Regions from separate parts of the Mus musculus genome. Here regions 2, 3 and 4 are each linked to region 1. The links are chromatin contacts, called in public ChIA-PET maps. All regions are on one chromosome and are shown on one strand. The core of a region is the stretch at or near the end of the contact, and the rest is flanking DNA. Distances in the headings are between cores, read along the strand shown.

Region 1 (5,090 bases), core at 1,073-3,572:
CACGTTTGGGGCAAGAGCTCACACCAGCACTGCCACAGGACTGTACATGAGCACACGCACGCGCACAAATGCAGCACACGTCATCACACAGTGGGACACAGAACTGCACACCCCAGGGTTTCTCTGTCCCACTACACAGGAGGGAGTCTTCCCCTTTCCCCAACAGCACCCAGAGCAATGCCTGCAAGCCCAGCCCTCACTTCTGGCCTGCACGTATCCTCACCCAGACTGAGCAGGCTGGGCAGGGTGTCTGAAATGGCCAGCACCCTCAGGGACCCAAATATGCCCAGACAGCTCCAGGTGGGGGTAAGGAGGATGAGGTCAAAGACAGCAGGACAAGCCCAACAAGCCAACCTCACCCACTTCCTGAACAGTCACTCTGCCCGCCCCCTTTCAAGCTGCCCTGAGAAAAGAAGAAAAAAAAAAAAAAAAGGGCAAAACAAAACCCCTAAAACTTTACTCCAGAGTGACTTGGAAAACTTGAGAAGCCAAACATTAGCTGTCCTAGATTCCGCCAAACACAATCAGAGACCCCTCTGACAGTCTTCAGGCTGACTGCGATCCCAGATCTCATGCTCTCCGACTTGAGGCCTTCTCCTTCTGTGGGACAATTCTGGGGTTCTCACTGGCAGACTCTGAAGGGCCTGGGATCAGCACCAAGGTGCTGTGAGTTAAGCCGACTCCACTGCCATCTCCCCACTGACCTGCTAGGGCACCATTCAGGAGCCTGAGATCTGGTACAAACACTGTCCAAACATAAACCTTTACACCCCACCCAGGGCCTACAAGCACACCAGCCAACATCCCTTACCCCTGTTACCTGGACTGGTCTCTTTACCCCAGAGCCAGACCTCTCTTTCTTGGGGCCTACCTTCTTCCTGTGCACCATAGCTAACTACTACCCAGGGTCCCGCGGGCCCTCACCTCCCTTTCAGAACGTGAAACTCCTGAAGCTGAGGCCACCCCATGCCCTTTAGGGTCTCATCCTCTCTATTTCCATCCACCCTCCTGACACCATCTTCGCTTGCCACTCTCTCCCATCTTGTCACCACCTCTACCTTATTTTCTCAGATACTAGGCCCCCTCCTGTTACCCCCCCCCGCTGGTCACCCCCATTTATTTATATCACCTATTCCTCCTATTCACTCTTCTGTCGGCCATCTCTAGACCTCCAAATCTGACACCTCTGCCCATCGCCTCTCTTTATCACCCCCTCCAACTCGGTCCCCTTCCTCTCCCTGTCACCCTGATCTAATCCTGTTACCCCTCCATTCCTGTTATCAGTACTCTCCCCTAGTTGCTCCTTTTCTGTCACTCCCCACTTCCTACCACTTCTTCCACTCTGTCACCCCTTCCCACACCATTCCGCCCACCTCTTTTGCCCTGTACCCCTTTCCCGTCCCTGCCACCTGTCCCCTCTCGGCCTCCAGCTCCCCTCCACCCCCACGCAGTGTCAGCCCTAGCCCCGCCCTTCACCTCGGGCTCCGCGGGGTTTCGGGGCGGGGGGCCGTGGCCCCGGCTCAGTCCGGTCCGGTCCCTCCCCGCCCCCCCTCCGGCTCTCCCTCTCGATTCTCCCTTTTTTTTTTACTCCAACACACAAAATGGTGAATGGACCTGCAACAGCTGGAGCAACCAGCCAATAAACGGCCACAACCCCGGTGACCGGCGCCAACCTAGACCAATAGATATTCGCTGTCTAGTCGGCTCCGCCTATCATCCGCAAGCGACACTTGCTACCACCAATTGCGCTCTTCCGGCAGCGCCAAGGGGCGGGGTCAAATTCCAAGACCGGCCTCCCTCCGGGACCGACACCAACCTAAGCCTACGACTGCCTGATCTGCCTAGAACTCTACCTTACAACAAGTAATGGACACCTCCTTTAACCAATTAACAGACTATTTATATGCCGAATGACAATTACAGTACCCAATCACCATCCATCTTAAGCAAGAAACCACCCCCTGCGAGGGACAGTAACCAATAAAATGAAGGGAGGCGGGACTAAAGGATATGCCCTCCAATAAACAAGCTCGAGAGGCGTGGCCCGAGGGTTTGTTGACCAGCTGAACGCAATGCCTGCTGGGAATAGTAGTCTTCTTCTGTATCCGGCCCGTAGTCAGAAGCATAAGTCAGACTACAACTCCCATGTGACAGAGTGCATGGAGCTCCAAAGAACCCGGGCGAAGAGAAAAAGTCGGAAAGGGCAGCTCCTCCTGAGTCTCGCTGGACACTGGGAACATCTTAGACCCAGGGCCCCGACTCACCCGGATTGCTGGCTCTGGCGTCGCCAGTGGCTCCTCGCTGAGGCGGCTGTAGCGGCACGAGGGGGAGGTGCAAAGAGCAGCCAACCGACACCCGCGAGCCCCGCAGCCAATCAGCAACGGCAGGGGCGGTGCAATGACCTCACCGGTTCTACTCTCTTACCCCTCCCCCACGTGGTTGTTGGTGCTGGTAAACCAGAGTAGAGAAGTTTGGGGTAGGGGGATGGGAGGAGAACTAGTGATGTCACCTTTCCTCTGCATGATTGGCTGTCGGGTGGCCGGACTACGGCCAATCAACAGTCTCAAAAAGTCTGGCGCGGCCCCGCGGAAAGCCCTGTTGCCACCAGAAGGAGAGAGGACCTGCGGTTGTAGGGTAGCGCGCTCTGCAGTACTGGCAACCCGCGTGGCCTGTGGCCGTGATGTCAACTCCAAGACTTTTTGATTTTAGGACGGCGCACTTTTCTGATCGCACCCTCCAATCTCCAAACTTTTCTTTTGCGTCACTTCCTGGGGTTTCACACTTCATTCCGAAGGCGAATAGCCCTATGGCTTTTCACACCTGAGGAAAGATGTGTAAAAATCTTGGGGTGGGTGTCACACCGGAGGTGAGGAGAAGAGCATGTGCCACATACCCTCTGAGGCATAGACAGCTGTTGCCCCGGTGCCGAGTTTACACCAGGTGTGACTATCCCTAGCTTCAGTCTTCCCATCAGGTTTCCCTTGGATCAAAGGATAATGGAGAATGGTGTACTCCTCCTCTAATGAAGGTTTCTCTTGCATATGATGGATACTCAAGACTGTAATAGTGAAACACACACACACACACACATCTGGTCTATTGTAGCACATCTTACTGTTGGTGCTGGTTAGTTTTTAAGTTGACACAAGTACCAAATCCTGACATAGAGTGAACCCCAATTGTCTCCAAAAGATTGCCCTGTAGGCAAGTCAGTGCAGTACTATCTTAATTAGTGGTTGGTGTAGGAGGGTCCAACCCATTGTGGGTGGGTGCAACCCCTGAGAAAGTGGTCCTGGGAAGCAGGCGAAACAAACCATGGAGAGCAAGCCATTATGAAGGGTTCTTGCATGGCTTCCCCATTGAATTCTTGCCCAGAGTTCCTGCCCTGACGCCCCTTCAGATGGGCTTGATGAAATATAAGTTGAGATAAACCCCTTTCTCATTGAGCTGCTTTTAGTTATTCTGCTTTCCTTATGCTTGCACTATGCTCTGTAAGAGAATGTTCTGGGATATATGGCTGCTTCACATAGGACATGCAAAAAGCACCCATTATCTATGGCACTTACAGTGAGGCAACTTCTCGATATCTACAGGAAGTTCCCACCGTGCCGCAGACCCTATTGATCCCTTGTCTGCATGGAACGGGTCTCTAGTCTCAGGTGGGCAAGGAGTCAGCGGGAATGGATGGACAGACTCAACACAAGGGAGTGTGGATCTGAATGTAATTTGTCAAATTGAGCATCAAACTTTTTATACAGAAGAAAATAGGGAAGATGGGTGACACCAGCAAGGTACAAAGAGGTTACTGGATTCTTACACAAAACAGAGGAATGCAAACACGGAAGAACTGGCAGGAACCAACTGAGATAAAATTCTGTTAACAACTGGGATCAGAAACAGCTCCACCTAAGGTCCACTTAATCTTAGAAGCCAGGGGCTTGTGCCCTTGCCATAGTTCCTACTCTAGTCTATTGTATAGTCCACCTTCCCCCTAGGCCATTGTAAATACTTGCGTTTGGGTGTAACTCAGCTATCTATAGTTCTAAGTATCTACTCTGGTTCCTCTTTAGGTCACTTTAGGTTCTAAGTATCTACTTCTGGTTCCTCGTTATCTTCCTAGATAATGGTCAATTTCCAGGCAGCGGTGGCACACGCCTTTAATCCCAGCACTTGGGAGGCAGAGGCAGGCAAATTTCTGAGTTCAAGGCCAGCCTGGTCTACAGAGTGAGTTCCAGGACAGCCGAGGCTACACAGAGAAACCCTGTCTCAAAAACCAAAAACCAAAAGCCAAAAGCCAAAAAAAAAAAAAAAAAAAAAAAAAGATAATGGTAAATTTCTGTGTAGGGCAGTGACTTAGCTATCCATGCCCAAGGTCAGATCAAGGACTGCCTAGAATCTAACTTAGCTATATGTCAAAATATCAATTCTTAGGAGCACTTGTAATAAAGCAATATTAAGGGAAAGCACACAGATCCGTTTACCAACTAAAGCAAGGACATTGGCGCATTCTTTATACAGGATGCCACGATTCCAGGAGACTAAGTTTCCGTGAACTTTTCGCCTCGGGACAGCGCCCAGGTTTTCAGAGCCTGTGGCGCTTGTCACTACTGGAGTGGATGTAGCACCACCTTCCACGGGGATTCAAGGAAATTTGACTGTCCTTACAAGTTCACAGAGAACTTAGTCTATTACCCATGCTATTGTAGAACTCTGTTCTCTGAAGTGCTAGAAATACAACCATTAAGACCGTGTTTGGGCTGGTGAAGAGCACTAGCTAAAGGACCGAGATTTGAGGCCAAGCATCCGTGTGGTAACTCACAAGCATTGGGCAACTCCAGTTCTAGGGACCCAACACCTTCTTCTGGCCTATGCAGACATAAGGCACACACGTTGTTCACAGCTGTACATACAGGCATATTTAAAACTTAAAACATGCACATGTTAGCGGGCAGTGGTGGCACATGCCTTTAATTCTAGCACTTGGGGCAGAGGCAGGTGGAACCTCTGAGTTCAAGGCTAGCCTGGTCTACAAATGAGTTTCAGGACAGCCAGGACTATATATAGTAAGACCCTGTTGCCCAAACAAACAA
Region 2 (5,090 bases), core at 1,677-4,176, 450 kb before region 1:
GGAGGAGCCTTGCCTGTCTGCCCCTCCCTACTCTGCTTTTTAGCCCCTTGGCTTCCCAGACTCTCATGCAGTTGGTTGTAAATTCTTCCAGGAGCTGTTTTTCTGTCTACTTTTCAGGATTTAAAAAAAATTTTTTTCAAAAACTTTAAAAAAAAAAAAAGTTTAAGAAGCAAATTGCAGAGGGAGGAAGCATTGACTTTTTTTGGTAATTATGCTTTTTTTTTTTTTTTTTTAATTTTTAGAATTTGTCTGTTTTTACTGTGGGTCAGCCGTTGATACTTCATCAAATAACCATTTCTTTGCTGAGTTCAGGTAACCGAGGAAGAGCCACACCCTCGAAACAACAAAATCACCTTTAACCTAACTTTTTATATGATGTCTCAGTTCCCCGTAACTTTGCACACAAGCGTCTGTTCAGTTGGATTGTAACTGCTTTTTGTACTTGGAGAGAGTGTGACTATTGAACTTGAAACCTTTTACTCCAGGAGTCGTGGTAGTTTCTGGTGGGCATAAGCGGGTGAGAGGGTGAAGGGAAGGTGGGGGTGGGGCCAGCTTCCCTTTAGACCCTAAAGTTCCTCCACCACCACCACCACCACCACCTCCACCTCCACCACCACCTCCACCTCCATTGCTCTTCCAGGTGCCAGACCTGCAATGTTTTACAGTGGTCCTTTTGATTACTCTCACTTCCCGAATGTTCTAACCGGACCTTAGCAAACCGCACTTATTACAAGATGTTTTACCCTGTTTTGTTTTGTTTTCTTTCAATAAATGACATGGCACCTCTTATCAGGAAGGAAGCAGGGTTGAAACCCTGAAGTGTTACTGCAGTTGGCCTTTAATTGGGATGGGAACCTTTGAAGGGGAAATGCCTCGATCATTTATTTAAACAAAGTGGGTCTGTACTTCACATAACCCAGATGCTCCTTGTGCAGGGACAGACAGGTGAGAGCTGTAAGAATGAGACTATGCTGGCGCAGGCCCCTCTCCGGGTGTGTTGCCCAACCTACCCTAAGGTCCAGCCTGGATGCTGCTCTCAGGGTGGCCCTGTACCGCCACCTGTGCAGGTGTTGGCTGCCTACTCTTCCCTACCTATCATCCTGAACAGTTCTAGGGATGTGAGCACTGCAGAAATGACCCTAGCCCCTCTTCTTGGAGTTCCTCCTCTAGGGAATACAAATTTGTAACCAGTTACAGCGCCAAGCATTTAGAGAGACCCTGAAGTAATAGGCAGGGCTTTCTGGAAAAGAGGAAAATGCAGGGTGAGCTGTGGGGTGGGACTCTAGCCCACTGTCCTTTCTAGCTTCATTTCTCCTGTGCAAGCTGTGTTTTTCACATCTGATGCAGTGTGTGGGCAGCTCGCCCAGCTCCCTTGTAGAAACTAGGGAGCCTTTGAAGAGCCACAACCTATCAAAAGAAGCTGGGGGTTGTGACAAGAGCCTGTATCCAAAGGTATGCATACCACTTACAGTGCCCCAGGACCTAGGTGCAACATGGCTAGACACCAGGAGGGAGTAGATGCAAGGCTGAGGGGGGACCATGTCGGTGCCTAAAAGATACTTGTCACTGGGCTGTGGTGGCACGCTCCTTTAATCCCAGCACTTGGGAGGCAGAGGCAGGTGGATTTCTGAGTTCCAGGACAGCCAGGGCTATACAGAGAATCCCTGTCTGGGGGAGGGGGGAAGGGGAGGAGAGACACTTGTCAAGTTGCTCTAGGAGAAGGTAAGGAGGGGTCCTTGTCCCTAGCCTGGGAAATGCTGCTCTTGGCATATGTGTGTTGGGCAGCATCGCCCTCTGCTGGCCATTCCTGGTGATGCAGCTGGGTTTTTACCAGGCCATTCCCCAAATGTCGGGAATGCTTACCAAGTTCTAACTCTTCCAAACCTGTTTCAAGATTAATGCACCACCTTCCTCGTTGTGATCTCCAGTTCCTTTCCTTGGTTCCCTACCCCAAACCTTATGGGTTCCAAACACCTCATAGGGCTACGAAGCCCTTTATGATCTGACACTGACACGTGGCCTCCATTTTTTTTTTTGAGTCTGGGTTCTCTGGCTGCCCTGGAACTCGCTCTGTAGACCTGGCTGGCCTCGAACTCAGAAATCTGCCTGTCTCTGCCTCCCAAGTGCTAGGATTAAAGGTGTGCACCACCACTGCCCAGCTTCCAATAATCTTTTATTTTTTGCTTTCTTGAGAAAAACTTGCCATGTAACCCTGGCCGGCCTTATTCAAGACAAGATTTCGTCAAACCCTCAGTGATATCCCTGCCTCTGTCTCCTGAGTGCTGTATGCTCTGCATAGTAAACAGTTAACAGCACCCAGAAGTACCTTTGTCAGCAAAACTGCCTGAAGTACTTCCTAACTCCTGCCCATGCCTTTCAGGTCTCATCTGGGGGCTTTATCCCTGCCAGAAAGTCTCTGACCCTGCCTGTGGTGAGCAGGTCCTTCCCTTTTACACAGCGAATTCCTCATATCTGCAGGTTTCCTTCTTGTTTGGAAACACAAAGGTTCTCCCCCCAATTTAATCTCATGCCAGCCCTACAGGCTGGATGTGATGATAGAAGGAAGTCAAATCTACAGAGAGCACAAAGTTGGATGAGATGGTTCGGCGGTTAAAGATGCTTGCTGCCAACCTTGACTGAATTTTATCCACACTCCCATAAGTTGTCTTCTGACCGCATAAGTATTTTTAAGAGGACTCGAGGGTCTATGCGATAGGGCCAATACAACCACTCCAAATATTAACACACGAGGACCTCAAGTTAGAGTAGCGATCAAATGACACACGGTCCCCGCTGACTTTCCCATTTGATAGGTTTAAGATCCATCAGCGGGGCTACGCATGCGCATAAGAGAAGGCCCGCCTTTGACCCGGAACTTTGATGCTTGGGTGCCGCATAAAGACGCTTGCGTAACCGGAAGTACCTGCGGGTACCTAGGGTCCAGCCTGGCTTCCGGAGCCCGCTGTGGCGGTTACTGTGTTGAAGAGACCTGTTATGGAGGCGGTGGCAGCTGCAGAGGTGACGGAGAGGAAGCCGGATAATGGTGAGACGTTTGCCAGGCTCAGGTGACCGGAGGGTGCTCTTGCGGTGTGACCAGGAAATGGTTCCGGCAAGCGCTGAGGACTCTAGGAAGTCTGACCGCCGCTTACTGGCACTTTCAACACTTGGTCCACCTTGTGGGTCTGGTTATTCGGCCTTGTAGCAGGTTGACGTTTCCCTTCTTCTTTGAAATGAACCCCTTTCCATGTCCTAGGCTAACCCACTTTTTTTTTTACCATGCCAACGCTTCAAGCAAATAACAACTCTCCTGCAGATTCTTCCAGTCTCAGACCAACCTTTCTCAAGTTAACATCATTTCTGTGCCAACCTGAGTTTCTCCGTATCCCAAGCTAGCTCTCCTCTTGTCCCATGAAAGCTCACATCAAACCAACAGCCCCCATTGCATTCTAACCCTTCCTGACCCCAACGTCTGCCTCTTTAGGTCCTAAAGTTCTCATTCCGCCCCTTTAGGTCCTTTCTCCCTCGCACCTTCAATGCCTTTTACTTTGCTACTGACTTCCTACAAGTATTGGCTTGGGGGGGCGGGGGCGGGGGCTTTTGTTTTGTTTTGTTTTGGGGTTTTGTTCACAGCCTTTTATTATTGCCAAGGTCAGCCTCCAAATTGCTGTCCTCCAATCCCAGGTCCCAAGGTACTGAGTTTACAGCCCTGTGCCACCACGCCTGTCTTTAATGTTTCATAGTAGTCTGATGTGCGATGACAACTTGGAACTGGGAGTTACTGAAGCTGAATAGCAGATTATGAATGTAGAGGCAGAGGTGTGTTCTAGTGTGTGTTTCAATCTTTGATAATCTCCAATTGTGGTGATTTATATCTGTAACCCCAGCACTTGGGAGACTGAGGCAGGAGATTACCCTTAAGTTTGAAGACATCCTAAACTACATAGTGAGTTCCAGACTACAAAGTCAAACCCTGTACTATGAGGCCCTGCTTCAAAGTATATATATTAACATTTTCTGTAACAAAATTGTATGTATCTTTTAAACTTTCTGGTGCTGGGCCTCAAGCCTTACAAATGCCAATCACATTTGCTACCATGAAGCCATAAAAGAGAATCTGGGGCAAGATGTGGTGAAATGGGCCTATAGTCAGGAGCCTAGAAGGTTCAAAGCCAGGGATTAAGGCCGTAGCTTATTAGTGGGATGTTTGCATAGCATGCCTGAGGCCCTGGGTTCAATCCCCAGCACCATCTAAACTGTGTGTGGTAGAGCAGGCCTGTCCTCCTAGCACTGCCAAGACACTGCTCATAATTTTCTTACCCATCACCTACTACAGCGTGCTCTCCACCCTGAACTTGTTCCAGTCAGGTAGGATCCCCAGGGACGTCCATTCATGGCTATTCAATCTACTTGATTAGAGTTTTGTTGTTTTGTTACATTCTCATTGTTATTCATTCATTTGTTTGATTGTATATTTATTTATTTGAGGTGGGGTTTCACCCTGTAGCCTAGGCTGACCTAGAACTCACTATGTAGTCTAGCCTGGTCTAAAACTCATGAATCATTCTACCCCAGCCTCCTGAATGCTGGGGCTATTTGTGTGTGTGTGTGTGTGTGTGTGTGTGTGTGTGTGTGTGTGTATGCATACATACATACCTGCCCAGCATCCAGACTGTTTTCTTACTATACTGCTTCCAGCAGCCAGTGCCAGCCACCTGGCACAGTTGCCTTATGAGAGAAACAATATGCACTGCTTCCCTTCTGTTTCTCAGGCTGCTCTTTCTTAGCTCTTCCAACTGCTATACCAAAGACCAGAAACTGGGTGTTTGGTTTTTTGTTGTTGTTGTTTCCTTTTCGGTTTCTCGAGACAGGGTTTCTCTGTGTAGCCCTGACTGTCCTAGACTTGATTTATAGACCAGGCAGTACTCGAACTCACAGGTGTTCCCCTGCCTCTGCCTCCCAAGTGCTAGAATTTGTGAGCTGCCATGTGGATGCTGGGAATTGAATCTGGACTCTGGAAGAGCAGCAGCCTATGCTCTTAAACGCTGAGCCATCTCTCCAGCTACAAGATGTCACTTTCCTGGCAAGCCTGC
Region 3 (5,090 bases), core at 975-3,474, 370 kb before region 1:
TCCCTTCACCTCGCTTGACCTTGTGGCCCTTTGGCCTCGTGTCTTTCCTTGTCCTTCTGTCTAGGCCTTCTACCCACCCTGCCTTTGCCCAGTGCAGCCGGTTATCTCCACACCTGGCTGTGCCCGGGACACTTCAGGCTCTTGACCCTCAGCTCTCACTGTCCACTTCCCTTTGGAGGCAGGAGCTCCTTGATCCCAGCCCCGCCCACACAGTGATGGCCACAGTGGTGACTGATCATTACAAGACAGGCAGGAGCTGGTGCGGCGGCACCCCCCTTTAACTCTAGCACCCAGGCTCTAGCAGAGGCAGGCTCTGGGAATCTGAGGCCAGGTGGGTCTACTTTGTGAGTTCATGATATCTGGGGCTACAGAGAGGCCCTGTCTCTAAAAATCAAATGGAGAAGTAAGGCAGGGTTCTCTGTCAAGGATTGCCTTAACAAGCCTAGGCCTCTGGCCCCTTCACCCGTAGGGCCGGATCTCCTTCTACATGACCAACTATGGCGAGGAGGGGACACATGTGGGCAGTGCCGCTGCCTTGGAGCGCACAGACCTGGTGTTTGGCCAGTACCGGGAGGCAGGTATGTCTGTTGGTAGTTTTCTCTGGGGTCTCCATTGAGCTCCACAGCATGGTGCTGTGAAGGCCTCTGGGGGTGCCCAAGAACCAGCATGGAAAGCGGGCAGGTGAGGCTGTGACGAGGCAGGCCTCTCCCAGAGCCACCACGCAGTGTGAGGTGGCACCTCAGCCCTCTCTGAGACGCTGTCTGCTCAGCTCCAAGGTGGCAATGAGGAGGCGCCTGAAGTGAGCTGCTGGTAGTAGGACCTGGGGCCAGGCCTGGCGGAAGGCATGGCTTTCTCTGTGGACACCTGTCTACCCAGGGCAGGGCACTTCTGGACTCTCCCAGGGTGCTGTGTTCCCCAGGAAGCAGAAGCTGTGTTGAGCTCAGTGTGGATCTCTTTTTTTTTTCTTTCTTCTTTTGGCAAGGGAGATGGATACAGAGGAAAGCCGGGAGCAGAGAGTAAGGCGAAAAGCTCTTTTCCAGCTGGGGACAGGGTGTGGCAGCATCGCCCCTGACTAGAGCCAATCAGTGAGGGCCAGGAGAGAGGCCTACTGAGCCAAGGGATGTGTTTGTTTGGGGTCCAGAAAGGAAGGCGCCCCTGGTAGTATCAGCCCGGCAAATCCTGAGCCTTATTAGGCCCGCCACATCTTAAGCAAGTTGCTTGGTCATGCTGTAGCCCTACTGGCTGCTGAAAGGTCACGGGCAGCTGGCATAAAGCCAGCACAGGGATGAACACTTGGAGTTAGAGGCCCTTGTCATCAGAGCCTTTCCCAGGAACCTCTTTTCAGAAGTGGGGTGGCCAGGATGACTGTCCAGAGGCCGCCTTGGATAAGCTGGGCATCCAGTCTAGAGCCAGACCAGCCCTGACCTGTCTTGGACTGGGTTGGGACATACAGTCTGTGACGGTGACACTTGGCATTACCAGCAAGGAAAGCCAGGTTTCCATGGCACTGGGGTCCCATCAGCTCTCGCCTGTGTGGAGGTGACAGGACAGGGGAGGACCCATCTCCTACTTCACACTGGGAGGTGGAGAGGCCTGGCACAATAGCATATGCTTGTAACCCCAGTTCTCAGGGAGCGGAGGCAGGAAGACTGCAAGTCTGAGACTAGCCTGGGCTACATGGCAAGAGGGTGTCATAAAACAAGCCACTGTGACGTGACGAGAGGAGAGGTCTTCATAGCAGCAGGTGGCCCCTACTGGTTTCTGGAAGGCCAAGTCTCCAACTGCAGCAGAGGACTCTGTCTTGTCCTCTTTCTTGCTGCAGAGTGTGGGCACTTTGGAGCCAGGGCTGGCCTGGTGTGGGTGGCGTGTGGAGGTCCCTTTCCCAGCCTTCTCGTGAGGCAGTTGTCCTTGTCAACTGTGAGAGCCAGGCAATCAGCAGGGAGAATGAGGTCCTGCGGTCCAGGCCATCTGCCTCCCAGGGAGCAGGGCTCCTCTTCCCTGGAGTCTGACCAGTATCAGCCCCCTCTGTCACTCTGGCTGCCCTCCCAGCTGTGGTGGTGACAGGGAGTGGTGTTTGTTCACGGCTGTGAAGCAGCAGCAGGTGCTGAGGCAAAGCACTGATTCCCGTGAGACTGGCAGCTTCCTGGTGCAGGTTAGATCTGCCTGGGTGCTGTGCATAGCCACGGCTGGGCTGTCAGATTTGTTTATGTTTGGTGGTGGTGGAGATGGAGCCCAGGGCCTCACACATACCAGGCAGGCACTTTACCAAGGAGCCCCACCCCAGCCTGGGACTGTGTGTGAGCACCTTCTTCCTGCCCCTTTGTGGTGACTGTCATGTAGAAGCCCCAGTGCCTGGGCCTTTTGAGTTTGTGGGAAGTCTCAAGGCAAGCGCACCCCTCCTCTGCCAGAGTTCCTCCTCCAGCATTGTCTTATGCAGCATAGCAAGGGCTTTTGGAATTTTTTTGTGCCCATCCAAAGACATCTGACAGATGACTGTGAAGGCCAAGGCTTGGTGGCATGTGCGGAAGCAGAGGCAGGAGGATTGCCACAAATTCAAGGCCAGCCTTGCCTACATTCATAGAAAATCCAGGCTTGCTGGGTGTGGTGGTGTACACCTTTAATCCCAGCAGTTGGGAGGTAGAGGCAGCCTGATCTACATAGTGAGTTCCAGGACAGCCAGGGCTACCAAGTGGGACCTGCCTTAAGAAACAATCATGTAAGCAGGGCAGTGGTGGCGCAGGCCTTTAATCCCAGCACTCAGGAGGCAGAAGCAGGCGGACCTCTGAATTCGAGGCCAGCCTGGTGTACAGAGTGAGTTCCAGGACAGCCAGGGCGACACAAAGAAACCCTGTCTGGAAAAAAACAAACACCAAAAACCAAAAAAAAAAAAAAAAGAAGAAGAAAGAAAGAAAGAAAGAAAGAAAGAAAGAAAGAAAGAAAGAAAAAGAAAGAAACAATTATGTAACTCCATTGCCTTGTTTTTGTTTTTTTGTTGTTATTGTTTTGAGACGTGGTCTCACTGTGTAGCCATGGCTGGTCTGGAACTACCTTTGTAGACCAGGCTGGCCTTGAACTCACAGAGATCTATCTGGCTGCCTCCCAAGGAGGTGAGCCACCCCAGACTCATTAACTTTTCATATGAAGAACAACTCTGCAGTAAAAGGTTGGGAACGGCCAGTGCCAGACAGCTGCTTCAGAGTGAGCTCATACTCTGGGAGACCACAGGGGCCATAAAATGCTTCTTTGCGAGTCAGGCTCTGCGGGACTATAGGACATCATGACCCACAGTGTTCTCCCAAGGCTGTGCATTGTGACCCCTTTCAGTGATGTTAAGAGAGGCCCAGCGTGCCTTGAAACAACCACAGACCCATCCAGTCCTCTGACTTGCACATAGATGCAATTCGCCTTTGGTGGTGATCTAACATCCATCCAGCAGGGCTTTTTCCTCCATTCATTCATTCATTCATTCATTTTATATCCCAATATCAGGCTCCCCCTCTCCTCCCATTTCCCCCCTCACAATCTTCTCCCCCTCCCCTTCATCTCTGAAAAGGGGGAGGTCACTCCAGGGTATCATCCCACATCCTCTCCCACTGCGGCCAGACAAGGGGAACAGGATCCACAGACAGGCAACAGATTCAGGGTCAGCCCCGACTCCAGTTGTTTGGGTCCCTGCAAGAAGACCAAGCTGCACATCTGCAACATGTGTCCAGATTAGTTGTCTCTGTTGGTCTTCCTGTGGAGTCCCTGTCCTCTTCGGATCCCTCAGGCGTTCCCCCAGCTCTTCCACAAGACTCCCTGAGCTCCGTCTAATGTTTGGCTGTGGGCGTCTTCATCTGTTTCAGTCTGCTGCTAGGTAGAGCCTTTCAGATGACAGCCAGACTATGCTCCTGTCTGAAAACATAGCAGAGCACCATTAATAATTTCAGGGATTGGTTCTTGCCCAAGGGATGCATCTCAATTTGGGGCAGTCATTGGTTGGCCATATCCTCTGTCTCTGCTCCATCTTTGTCCCTGAACATCTTGCAGGCATGGCACATTTTGGGTCAGGTTTTGTGGGTGGGTTTGTGCCCTTATCCCTCCACTGAGAGTCCACTTCAGCATCCATATCCTCTACTGCTATGAGACGCAGCTAGAGTCACCCTCATAGACTCCTTGGGGCCTCCTTCCCTCTGGCACAGGTCTCAGGCCTGTCCTAGAGGCCTCCCCCAGGGCTTTTATTTGAAGAAAAGGTTTTATTTCTGTGAATAGATATGGACTTTGCTGTTGGTACTGGTGGAGGTGGATTAGTTCAAGACACAAATCTCACAGTTTCTCATTGGGAAGAAAGCCTTGGGCTGGAGCTGTATCAGTGGTAGAATATTTGCTGGCATGCCTGCCTGAGGCCCTTGGTTCCATATCTAGCACTATAAAAAAAAGAAGGGAAAGGAGGGTGTTGACAGCCCCAAGGGAAGGAGAGCCACATTCCCTCAGTGTTGTGGCCCTTGGGCCATTGGATGGCTCCCTGTATCTGTGAGCACAGGGGCAGCCACATAGGGGCTTAGTGGCTCACAGTGCAGACCAGGCTGGCCTTAAACTCTCTGAGATCTGTCTCTGACTCCCAGGTGCTGGGATTAAAGGCCAGTGAGTTATTAATTAAAAAATGAAGAAAAAGAAAACAACATGAAGTCTGGAGGAGAACAGAGGGTGTTCCCAAAAGATTGGAGGTGGGGATGAGGGGTGGGCGTGACTTAAACATCTCGTGTTCATGGATGAAATTACCAAAGAACCCTGACTAATACACCAAGTAATTTCTGAAAAGGCACGTGTAGAGTGATGGTCTAGTGCGTCTTCTCGCACTGACCATGTACCCTGAAGGCTGAAATCAGATATTTATAAAGCCCTCGCCTGCTACTTTCTGTGCAGGACAGCCCTGTCATACACAAAGTTCAGTTATACCCTTCAAAGACGAGTGTCAGGGATGGTGCTAACGTAAACCATTCTCCCCTTGCTGAGAGTTACCAAGAAGGATTATCTGGTCAAACAAGTCTCTCCTGAGATAGGTCGTATCTATGGGACCGCCTGGCCTTATGACCCCCTAAGTTCGCCAC
Region 4 (5,090 bases), core at 1,082-3,581, 350 kb before region 1:
GGGGTAGGGGCTTCGAGATTTTAAAGGACCATGCCAGGCCCAGTCTCACACTTTCCTCTCTGGGATCTCAGCTACTGCTCTAGTGCCATGCCAGCTTAAGGCCATCTCCCACCACGATGCTCATGTAACCTTCTGAAACTGTAGGCAGGCCGCCATTTAAATGATTTCTTTTCAAAGCTGCCTTGGCCATGTTGTCTTCTCACAGCAATAGAACAGTGGCTAAGACACTAACCTTAAAATGAAAGGAATGAGCAGGCAGGCCACACAGTGAAGTGTTGGAAACCTGGGGGCTGACCCTGGGAATCCTCTAGCATTGACAAACTAGATGTGAAGGCAGAGAAAAGACAAAGAAAACACCTTAAAATTCACCCTTAGCAACTGGGTGGCCAGGGGCACCTACTCTGTGGATGGGGACAGCTTGAGAGTAAGGTTTCTTTTAAATGGGAGACATGAGAGATCTGAGTTGTAGCTGAGTGTGTCTGAGAGGCCAGCTTGACCCCCAAGCACAGCTGGTGGTGGAAGTGCCTATATAATGAGTCTTAGAGGAGGGATGGGCCAGCGATGAAGGCGTGAGCTTGTCATGCTGGCAGTGGAAGCCACAGCCCGGCGGAACTGGGGCTCTGGCTGGGAGGTCTGGCCAGCAGGGTCTCACCGATTCTCCCTGTTGACTTTTGAGATCTGTTTCTGGAGCAAGTACTCTCTCAGAGTCTGGATGTCCTGGAAATGATCTGAGAGGAACTGCAACAGCGTTCTTTTCTTCTCCCGACTGCTGTCCGGGGTCACCAACTCACTCATGCCATGGATGCGCCTGGCTCTGCCATTCCATTCTCGGGCGCCCAGGTGCAGGACCTGGAGAAGGGGAGAGGGAAAGGACTGAGGTTGAACGTGGAGCTGGGTTCCACCCCTAACTCTTACAGCATGGCCTACCTTGAATCTCAGCCTGTGCTTCCTGAGTCTTTTAAATCCTTCTGATACCACTCCCGCCCTAATATGGGGGTGTAGCTCAGGACTAGAGTCTCTGTTTAATATTCATAAGGCACCGTGGTCAGTCCCCAGCATGTCCACGTCCTCAATCCTTAACCTTTGGGATTCAAAACATTTCTCCAAAGTCTTCCATTTAACCAACCATAAATTCATTCTTGAATGCAGCCAGTCTTGGTTTTCTCAGGTTCTTCTAATTTCCCACCAAGTCCTTATTTTTTTTTCCCAAACTACCATTATACTTTCATTTCTCACCAGTTCACTCCTGGGGGTTGGGGTGGTGGTGGTGGAATACGTACGTGCATAGTGTGCATTCAAATGTGTAGGTGTCCTTGCACGAATGTGCCCATGTATGGAGGCCAGCTGTCTTCCTCAATTGCCCCTGGCTTTATAGATCAAGGCAGGGTCTCTCACTTGTACCTGCAGCACCCCAACTCAGGTAGCCCAGCCAGTGGGTTTGCTTGAGGAATCAACTGTCTTTACCTCCAGAGTGCTGGGATTCCAGGTGAGCAGACATGCCCCGCTTCTACCAACTCTGGCCTTCATGCCTCAAGCACATGTGCTTCAATAATGAACCATTTCCCCAGCCCAAATTTTACCCAGTTCTCCCTAGGATTTTGCCAAATGGCTGATTTCTTTGCCATCCTGTCCACGTAACCTTCACCTTTACAGGTAGCGCTGGAAATGGAACCCACGGCAATGAGTACCAACAAAATACTCTACTACTAAATACATTCTCCAGGTTAACGAAGCTCTAGGAATCCCCCTCAGGTTCTTCCTCGGACCTCCAAATTAACTTCCTGGCTCCCGCCTGCACACCCTGTTCTTTGATTTTTGTTTGTTTCCTATTAAGGTTTAGTTATTTATTTACAGGCAGGATTTTACGTTGCCCTGCCTGCCCTCCAACTTGATACACAAAAGGATAACCTTGAACTCCTGATCCTGCTGCCTCCACCTCCCAAATACTGGGATTACAAGATCCTTAAATTCCCCCCAGGAATTTCGCGCAAAAGCATCATTAGTTCTACATCACCTCCAAACCCTTATCCCGTCCTTTCCCCCCAGGAAGAGCTGTCCTACTCCGCTGATTGGCTAAGCCACCCTCATCCCATTGGTTTCTCTATCAAGCGACTCGAGACTCTCTGTGGCCCTCGGCAGCCCCAGACGGCGTCTCCCGAGCGAGGTCCGGCAGGAGACGCTCTGTTTCCGCAGACTTTTGTTTCCCAGGAGGCTGAGAGAGGTCTCGAGAACCGAGCTACAAAGTGAACCATAGTTCCGGGACGCGGACGCTGCGGTCACCTACCGCTCTGGGCGCCGCCATCTTGCCAGGTAACGTAAACAGAAGAGGCAGGACGTTCCCTCCTAACACGTGGTTCAGACACCAAGGGCCACGCGTGTGGCCACGCCCCCTTCTGTTTTAGCCCGCCTTTTAAAGGCGCGCGTGCGGAGGAGACGGTCTTTCCTGTAAAGGATCTACTCCTCCCACTCCACCCCACCCCCGAGTGCGGTCGCAATTCTCTTGCGTTCATTGGTTTTTCAGTTTACACCCGATATCTCTACAGCAGAATCAGTACGACTGATTATGATTTTTTATTTATTGTTATTGTGCGTATACACGCGTGACATTCCGCGGCGCAGGTGTAGAGATGAGCCGAGTCTGGGTCCAGGAAGCGAACTGAGATCCACTGGCTTGCACAGCAAGCACCTTTACCCACGGAGCTACTTTGCTACCCTATTATTAGGTTTTTAAATTTTATTTTCTCTGTGTGTGCATGTAGCTCTACACCACGTGTGTTCAATGCCTTGGAGACCAGACGAGGACGCTGGATCCCTGGAATTGGAGTTGGCAGCCCCCGTGTGTGTGTGCTGAGAATTGAACCCAGATCTTCTGAAGGAGTAGTCAGTGCTCTTAACTGCCACTGAGACGTCTCTCCTCAGCGATGAGGTAGAGGCAGATTAGACTTGAGTATAAGAGACTATCTTTAGTTTGGAGTTCACATCTATACTTATTAAGAGAGTTATTACTTTTACATAAAGTCTCTCATGTATGGTATATTTGCCATGAACTTTTTTCAATTAAAAGCGTATATTTATCATTAATGTGTGTATGTGTTTTATGTATATGAGTGCAGGCACACTTGTGCTGTGGACAGAAGTTTATGAGGTGCTGGGGACTAAACCTCAGACCTCCTTCATGCTAGGCTAGCTCTTTACCAACTGAGCCACATCCACAGCCCTCAGTGTGAACTCTTGGTGGATTCTCTTCATTCATTCATTCATTCATGTTTGCTGAGCACTCGCAGTGGGTGCTGGGGTCGCACTAACAGCCCTTTTCTTAGGTAGTCATCATTCTAGGTAGAAAGACAATAGGTAAGAAATGAACACAAAATTAAAACTAGTGTTTGATAAAAAAAAGTAGGTAAAAACGGGCAATATATTAGGGTGTGGCGGGGTATAGGGCAGCAGTGAAGGTCTGTAGAGCAGGTGCATTTAACTGCAATGAGTGACAGGAGAGTCACCTACCCCAAGGCTTGGATAAAGGTGTTCAGGCAGAGGTAACAGCCTGTACAAAAAGCCTGAGGTCTTTGTCAGCTTGCAGAGAGGTGGAGACTTGACCAGAGTTGGGCAGTAGTGCTGGCTGCCTGGCTGCCCAGCAGGGGTTCATTCTAGTCACAGAGGGAGAGAGGACTTTCAGAGTCTGATTGACTTGTTGCAAATGTAACATGTTACATGAAGGATGATTCTGAGAGGACAGAGGTGGCCTTGAGACCAGCAAAGCGACTACTGCATAGTAGAGGTGAATGAATGAGGGGTGGGTGGCCGAGGTGAGGGCTGCTACAGACAAAAGCCTGAGAAACCAAAAGGGGCCACTCATGGAAATGGAGAAGCAGGGAGCGGTGGGTGTGTCGAGACCGAACAGCCCCCAACCACAGATGTCCTTGGGCTGTAATCCTTAGAGTCTGTATGTAGCTGTTACTTTCCTGTTGCTGTGATAAAATGCTGTGACTCAAGGCAACCTACAGAAGGGAGGTTGTTTTGGCTTGCAGTTCCAGAGGGCTAAGCGGCCATCATAGTGGGCACAAATCGTAGCAAACAGCAGGGATGGTGTCAGGAACAAGAAGCAGAGAGCTTCCATCTTCAGCTGAAGCCAGAGGCAGAGAAAGCAAACTGAAATGACTGGGCCTTAAACTCCCAAAGCTCACCTCCAACGAGGTCCTTCCTCCACTGAGGGTCCCCCTAAACCTCCCCAGTCCACCACCGACCACCCAACTGTCTGAGCCTATGGGGGACATTTTCCTTCAAACCACCACATTCTATTACTTTAAGAAGCCTTTACCTTCTCCTCCCCTCCGCTCTGAGCCCCACCCCCTTTCCTATATTGCTTTATAGTTCAGAGCTGGGATCATAGATGTGTACCTCAAGGCCAAGCTTAAGGCTCCTTTTTTTTTTTTTTTTTTTTTTTTTTTTTTTTTTGCAGGAAGGGTTCAAGACAGGGTATTTCTGTGTAGCTCTGGCTATTCTGGAATTCATTCCATAGACGAGGCTGGTCTCGAACTCCGAGATCCACCTGCCTCTCTGCCTCCCCAGTGCTGGGATTAAAGGCGTGTGACAACACCAGCTGGCCAGTTTAAGGACCTTGAGATGGGGTGTTATCATAGGTGACCGGGTAATGAATCAGGTGGGTCTCATCAGAAGGATGGCCAGTGGAGTCAGCAGGAGTCAGGATGCCGGACTCAAAAGTTTGGAGTGACACAGGAAAGCAGGAAGTTTCCAGAAGCTCAGGAGAGGAGAGCGTGGATTCTTTCCTAGAGTTTCCAGAAGCAGCCACGCCCAGTGTACCTACTTTATGCCTCAGAGTAGCAAGAGAATTATCTTCTCTCCTTGCAGTGCTAGGGACGGAAGTGTGATTGAAGTGTGTGTGTGTGTGTGTGTGTGTGTGTGTGTGTGTGTAGGTCAGAGGACAACTTGTAAGAGTAAGTTTTCTCCTTTCATCCTGTGGGTCCTGGGGCTTGAACTCAGATTATTAGTCTTGGTAGCAAGCACCTTTAACCTTTGATGCACCCCTTGCATTGCTATAAGATGCCCAGCTTATGGTGACTTGTTTCCAC

What was found. ChIA-PET counts read pairs in DNA pulled down with a chosen protein or histone mark.
Region 2: an RNA polymerase II ChIA-PET map of memory CD8 T cells shows a contact between it and region 1, with 14 read pairs. The contact joins the promoter of Ccdc97 here to the promoter of Cic in region 1. A contact is called at or near these places in 4 of 39 promoter capture datasets (the C10 cell line, cranial neural crest, liver and 1 more), 2 of 115 datasets of contacts at active chromatin or transcription factors (memory CD8 T cells and pancreatic cancer cells) and 3 of 9 other capture datasets (adipose tissue, liver and pancreatic islet).
Region 3: an RNA polymerase II ChIA-PET map of memory CD8 T cells shows a contact between it and region 1, with 5 read pairs. The contact joins the enhancer-like site here to the promoter of Cic in region 1. A contact is called at or near these places in 5 of 39 promoter capture datasets (the C10 cell line, cranial neural crest, hematopoietic stem and progenitor cells and 2 more), 6 of 115 datasets of contacts at active chromatin or transcription factors (bone marrow-derived macrophages, embryonic limb bud, embryonic stem cells and 2 more) and 3 of 9 other capture datasets (adipose tissue, liver and pancreatic islet).
Region 4: an RNA polymerase II ChIA-PET map of memory CD8 T cells shows a contact between it and region 1, with 44 read pairs. The contact joins the promoter of Dmac2 here to the promoter of Cic in region 1. A contact is called at or near these places in 5 of 39 promoter capture datasets (the C10 cell line, cranial neural crest, hippocampal neurons and 1 more), 7 of 115 datasets of contacts at active chromatin or transcription factors (bone marrow-derived macrophages, embryonic limb bud, embryonic stem cells and 3 more) and 3 of 9 other capture datasets (adipose tissue, liver and pancreatic islet).

What each region holds. Positions count from the first base shown.
Region 1 is chr7:25,264,931-25,270,020 of GRCm38.p6, reverse strand. Cic (capicua transcriptional repressor) reads right to left here and starts at 2,322. Exons shown (of 21, transcript NM_001302811.1): 1 at 2,265-2,322. Gm45974 (a long non-coding RNA gene) reads left to right here. Exons shown (of 3, transcript XR_001778066.2): 3 at 1,624-1,688.
Region 2 is chr7:25,716,871-25,721,960 of GRCm38.p6, reverse strand. It overlaps Ccdc97 (coiled-coil domain containing 97), which reads left to right and starts at 2,926. Exons shown (of 5, transcript NM_028771.3): 1 at 2,926-3,043. The coding sequence starts at 2,995. It overlaps Hnrnpul1 (heterogeneous nuclear ribonucleoprotein U-like 1), which reads left to right. Exons shown (of 15, transcript NM_144922.3): 15 at 1-800.
Region 3 is chr7:25,633,650-25,638,739 of GRCm38.p6, reverse strand. Bckdha (branched chain ketoacid dehydrogenase E1, alpha polypeptide) reads left to right here. Exons shown (of 9, transcript NM_007533.5): 4 at 470-578. Among named protein-coding and RNA genes, the nearest start is that of B3gnt8, 8.6 kb to the right of the region's middle. Within about 2 kb of position 2,224, at least 61 of the 459 cell types and tissues checked have an H3K27ac peak or open chromatin away from gene starts, as enhancers often do. A contact at or near this core is called in memory CD8 T cells, pancreatic islet and pre-B cells, where this site is marked.
Region 4 is chr7:25,616,655-25,621,744 of GRCm38.p6, reverse strand. It overlaps Dmac2 (distal membrane arm assembly complex 2), which reads right to left and starts at 2,331. Exons shown (of 6, transcript NM_001290487.1): 1 at 2,285-2,331; 2 at 653-849. The coding sequence starts at 2,302. Gm38969 (a long non-coding RNA gene) reads left to right here and starts at 2,084. Exons shown (of 2, transcript XR_881901.3): 1 at 2,084-2,310; 2 at 2,760-3,077.